2 separate regions of the Anas platyrhynchos genome follow, and region 2 is linked to region 1. A link is a contact called in public Hi-C data. All regions are on one chromosome and are shown on one strand. The core of a region is the stretch at or near the end of the contact, and the rest is flanking DNA. Distances in the headings are between cores, read along the strand shown.

Region 1 (2,867 bases), core at 95-2,594:
CTGGAGAAGGCTCAGGATGGCAGCTGAGGTCATGGTTTAAAAGCTTAGCTCTGAAATCACACTGCAATTTATACTCTGTATTAATAGTGGGAAAGAATGAACAAAGCGTGGAGGAAGTCCACACTGACACACAGGGAAAATTAAGCGGACGTAAAAGGGAGCCCTCCATTTACATATAATCTCTTGCATGCAAGACTTGTAGGAATTATATATGCCTACCCTGTAAAGGTTATTACACAGAACCAGATTAATGCCTGTAAGTGACGTTGTAACAAAGAAGATCAAGTGTGCTGAAGATGTTCAAAAGGAATTTTCTACATGTAGGGGAACACTTTGTGTTCAGAAACTTGCCAGCAACTGCTCCAAATACACCTGGGCCAGGTGCCAGCCATTCATCCCTCTTTGCAGCAGCATGAAAGCAATGGGGCTGCAGGGTGGCTGCACTCTGCTCTAATGCAGGGCTGGCTACAGCTCTGCAACCTCACCTTTTACCAGTTTGTTCACATGAAATTTGGACAGAGATGAGAGCAGAGGCCCAGCTTTAGGAATGTTTCTTAGCTGTTGATAGCGCTCCTTTCCAGATAAGAGACCTGCACCATACATCCAGACAATTCAAGGATCATGCCAACCACACGGTTTTTGATGTTAAACTGTCTGTACTAGGCCATTCAAGCTAACCTTTATCCGCATGCCCTACCTTTACCAATTCTGTTACGCGTGACACGGGTTAAATCTACTACAAATGCAAGTCTAAAATACAAGTTTAGCCTTTCTGTAGCCAAATTTAATATTTTCTTATGTGGGATACAAACTACCATCTAGACAGAGGTGATTTACAGGAACTCACGTCCTAGAGAAGAGGCCACAGGAAATTCAGAAAAGAGAGAAAGACAAAAAATGAAGGAAAGCAAGAATACACACCAGAAGCAGGCAAGTCACCCCATGCAATGAGAAAACAAGCTTTCCTAATCAGCTCCAGAAACACTGGAAAACTCTCTTCCATTTTGCCAATTAAGCACAGTGGGAAAGGGAGTGACCCAAGTGCCAGGATAACTACAGGATTCCAGTGACAAGAACACATCAGAAAACACCACCGAGGAAAAACAAAATTAAGAGTCATACTTCCCCATATAGAGGAATACCCGAAAGCATGGAAAGTTGGCAAAAAGATTTCTCCAAACACTCCAATGTTCAGCCCAGCTTTGGCTTCTGGACAAGTCACACACAGAGGCAGGTTAAGGTTAGCCAGTCTGCTAAAAGGATCTGAAGTGCACAAACTTCATGCAGAAAACACCATGGAGCAATTGCACAGCCCAGTGCCTCTCTGGCCACGCTGCAGGCAAGAGCCCCATCTGCTGGGAAACTGCCAACAGCCAAAAATAAATTCGTCAGTGCTCAGTCTGAAGACAGCCAGGTTTGCTTTGGCAAACATTTTTACAAATCAACTTTGAAACCTGGGTTTGCAGTACATCCTCAGACTTAAATAAGCACGATTTTTTAGATACTGGTTATTTGCTAATTGCCTGCAAATAGCAGGCAGAACTAACATGAATAAAACAGAAACATTAGAATAAAACATTTTTGAAAAGCAACAGGCCCGACCTTAATGCTGGCACAGAGTGGGCATTCCAGTTTCAGCCCCAAACAATCCTCTTTGAGAGCCTTAAAGAAGCACATTCTACAATTATCTTGGCAAACAGAGCTTCCTCACACCCCTGAGGATACAAATTACTCGTAGAATTTGAGCACATCTTTCAGTACACATCACTGCCCCTCTCAGTCACTGGAAAGCTTCCTTTGCTTGTGACGAGAGGGCACAGACTATTTTTAGGCCACGCTAAAATTAAAGCACATCTCTAATGGTCACGTATATCTCACAAACACATGAACAGTCCTGCTCTGTGGAGAAGAATCTAAGTGCCAAATTGTTGGTGAGAAAGCTGATGCTTTTGAGGTAACGCGAAGTTACCAACAGCCAGTTAAAAAAATAAAACTTATGGAGCAAGACCCACCCTATAAGGCTTTATCCTAAACAGTGAAAGATCTGAGTTGTAAGAGCCAGAGGTATATATTGAAACTCCATGTTCCAGATGCTCCCAGCTGATACCTCTACAAAATTGACAGAGCTCTCCACTCACACTTAGAAACCTTGAAGCTTTAAACAAAAGACAAACATACAAATCTGTTCTGAATTTGAACATGTAAGGATGAAGGTCTTTACCTTATGCAGTCTGAAAGAAACATGCTTGGGTTTCTTCCCCAGCTCAAGAGCACTACCATCATGACAGAAATTAAGATGGGCTCATGGACAATCCTGCTTCCTTCCTATCAAGCTCCTCCATTTCAGCATTAATGATACAACATAGGAGCTTGCAATAGGTCAGCTGTGTCACAATTTCATTTTCATTTTTCTGTAATCAAAAGATTTTAACCAAAATCTGACCTGTTTTCAGATGCTCAATCAAATCACTCACACCTGCCGTTCCCACATTTTTAGATTTTTTTTTTTAAATTAAAGATATGAGAAAGACTGAGAAAACTAACACCTATCACCCCACAAGCTGAGCTGATTATCAGTCTGCTTTGGACAGCGTTTTAAAACTAGTAATTGTTCTGATGGGAGAAGTCTATTCAGGATGGGAAAAATAAAATGATATGATGTTTGGTGCCATTATTAAGAGCTGAAGAATTACTGCACCTAATGGCATTTAGGTACCAGCTTGCCACAGTGAGCATCTCCTGCAGTAGTACACCAGAATTGGACCAAATCAATTCATAGTCAAACACACTTGCAACACCTTGCTTTTCTAAGATCACAGAAGTGATAGAGTGATGTTTTTCTTGTGCAAAATATTTGCATTTCTAGT
Region 2 (2,867 bases), core at 101-2,600, 180 kb before region 1:
ATCACAATTATTTCATGACAGTCATAAACGTTAAGCACTCAATCTTTTAAACTCAAATTATGGTAATTTGATGCTGGTAATTTCTAGTAAATCTGATACTTATCAGAACCATTGAACCGTAGTCTCATAACTATATTAGTATAGGGTTGATAAAACGTTTGCTTCATTGATGGACTGAATAAGTTACAACAAGCTTTAACATTGAATTATACACAATAAGTGGCATATGCCAGGAAAATTTTATGTTTCCCAATATTGTACAGTCAGCAGAAAGAAAATTGTAATTCAAATATGATTAAATATCTCAAATGAGGTTTCTTGAAACTAAATTGCTCTGGCAAATACCTTTCTCGACGTTTAGTTTTTTAAACCCACGTTAACTCATTCATCACTTACCGAGCTGTTCCGTCATCTTGGCTTCAACACAACGCAAAAAAACGGAAGAGACTTCTAAATAAAAAGTTAAAAATACAGGAGCCTCTCCCAGCTGGCTGCTGCCACACGCGCATTAGGAGCCGGAGCCCCCGCTCCCAAACCCCCACCGACAGCGCTGCAAATCCTCAGCCATGACTAACCCGAGCGAGCAGACCGTCGTAAAATGTTACAGAACTATAAGTAGAGGGAGAATTTATAGCTCCGTTATGTCACCGCTTCCAGGCGCGCTCGGTATTTTTAAGAAACTTGAATGAAAGCCGCCCCGGGCTCGGCAGCTGAGGGGCGCCGCCGGCGGTGCCCGCCCGGAGCGGGGCGCGGAGCAAGCGCCCGCCGAGCCCCGACCTACCCCGGCCGCCGCGCTGGATGCCGCCGGGAGGGGCGGCAGCTTCTCCTTCTCCCTCTCCTTCTCCCCTTCCTCCTCCTCTTCTTCTTCCTCACCCTCGCCTTCCTCCTCCTCGGCCGCCGGCGGGGCCGCGCTGCCCTGGCCCAGCTCCGCGCCCGGCGGCAGCTCCGCGCCGGGGTCGGGGTCGGGGCCGGGGCCGGGGCCGGGGGGGAGGTCGGCGGCAGCCGTGGCCGTCGGGGGTATCGGCAGCGACATGGCCCCGCTCCTGGCCCCGCTCCCGGCTCCTGGCCCCTCGCCGGTGCCCGCACCCCGTCCCCTCGGGCCAGCAGCCGCTCCGAGGAGCTCCGCGCCGCTCCGCTCCGCTCGCGCAGCAGCGGGGCTGCTCCCGGGCGCCCAGACACCCCCGCACGGCGGGGCGGAGCGCGGCCCGGCCGCCCCCGCCGCGGCCCGGCGAAGAGCGGGGTGGGAGCGTGCGGGACGGAGCGGGGCGGAGGCGGCCGGCGGCGCCGTCCCCCGCTGCCCCCGCGCCCCGCTCAGCCGCCGCGCCACCTACAGACGGCGGGCAGCCGGAGGGGCGGCCGCCGCCATGTTGTTTATAGGCGCCTCATAGAAACGCGCCTGGCGACCGGGGGCGCCGCGCGGGGGCAGCGGAGGACACGGCTACGGAAACTCCGTAGCGCAGGAAAAGGCGCCGGGCGGGGAGCGCGGGCGCCGGCCGTATGGGAATCGCGGCTGTGCTCCGCACTCTGCGCAGCCGCTGTGGTGGGGGGCGAGCCCGGTGCTGCGGCCGCGGGCCTGAGGGGGCTGGTGCAGGACAGCGAGTGAATTAAGTATACGAGTAATTAATGAGGGGTTACGGATAAGGGACTTCGGGGTGGGTGCCGGCGGGGCGCTACCGTTCCTCCTCCTCGTCATCATCTCAGCCGTGGTGTGCGTTACACTCGCAGGCAGGGTTTGGGGTTTGTCACAGCGCCTTGTTACCACATGGTAATATAATTACAGTTTCACGTTCTTTAATGAGGAAAATAAAGAAGCTGAGCATAAAAAGATTCTCTCCGTGTCTCACTGGCATAGACAGAGCGCAGCCAGGATCCAGCAGCAGCAGAAGCTCAGGACCTCTGAGGCATGACCCATTTTCAGAGCCTCAGTGCCATACCCTGGGCTTGCTGAAGCTTTGCTGTTTAACAAAATAAAATAATAATAATAATGTTTAGAAGACACGCTATCTTGAACTGGTCGTAATACAACATCTAGTGTAAATGTCTAGGGGTACTGACCTACCACTTGACTTGGTAAGCAAAGCTATGGGGAGTCCTACATGAGAGGGCTGTTGTGGTTGTTTATACTGAGCAACAAAACATTTAGGTCCTTCAAACTACTAGCTGCCACCTGAAGCTAGCTGCTTTCAGATCTTAATTAGCCTAGAGACTTCCCCTCCTAGTGCAGGAATCAAAGGAGTGCGAATAGTTATGTACAAGAAATCTTAAAGATGGTTTCTTGGATAGAGGTAAACCACACAATAGTTTTTCCCCGGAACTGGCATTACACAAGTAGCTCCCGCAGGTTGGAGCTGTGGTAAAGATCTCTGTATGATGCATAAAAGCAAGGGCATAATTGGTACTGCAGTGGTAATCTAACACATTGAAAAATGCTTTCCATTTGTGAAGGAACTGGCAGACCTAAAGTTTATTAGGTTTCATTAAGAAATCCCTTTGTCTCCCTACCAAGTTAAATTTGAAAGCCGTTCTTTCCAAGAAGTTCACTTCTCACTGTGCTTGCCTCCAAGTTGCTCTCAGTGGTTGGCATGAGTAAGTGGCTCACTGCAGTTAAACGAAGCCCCCCAAAACTCACTCATTTTTTTATTTTCCTTGCCGAGAAATAACATAATGATAGTAATTGCAACAACTTCAGTACAAGCAGCTATACACCCAGTGGTAGTTCTCAACTGGAAGTAATTGGCATAGTGGTTCTGTGGAGCTATGCCAACTGGAAACATGGAAGGGTCTGTTTCCTTAAGCCTGCAGAGAGAAAGAAGAAGCAGAGGGAAATAGAAAGTATACAAACGATATACAAATGATTTCATAATGCC

The links. A called contact is a pair of places that touch in the nucleus more often than the background predicts.
Region 2: a Hi-C map of subcutaneous adipose tissue shows a contact between it and region 1, with 1.9 times the contacts expected there. The contact joins the promoter of HECTD2 here to the enhancer-like site in region 1. A contact is called at or near these places in 3 of 8 Hi-C or Micro-C datasets (liver, skeletal muscle and subcutaneous adipose tissue).

What each region holds. Positions count from the first base shown.
Region 1 is chr6:24,021,633-24,024,499 of IASCAAS_PekinDuck_T2T, reverse strand. All of the region lies in intron 5 of RPP30 (ribonuclease P/MRP subunit p30), which reads right to left. Among named protein-coding and RNA genes, the nearest start is that of RPP30, 6.1 kb to the right of the region's middle. Within about 2 kb of position 1,344, at least 1 of the 8 cell types and tissues checked has an H3K27ac peak or open chromatin away from gene starts, as enhancers often do. A contact at or near this core is called in subcutaneous adipose tissue, where this site is marked.
Region 2 is chr6:24,203,357-24,206,223 of IASCAAS_PekinDuck_T2T, reverse strand. HECTD2 (HECT domain E3 ubiquitin protein ligase 2) reads right to left here and starts at 1,350. Exons shown (of 20, transcript XR_011810068.1): 1 at 782-1,350.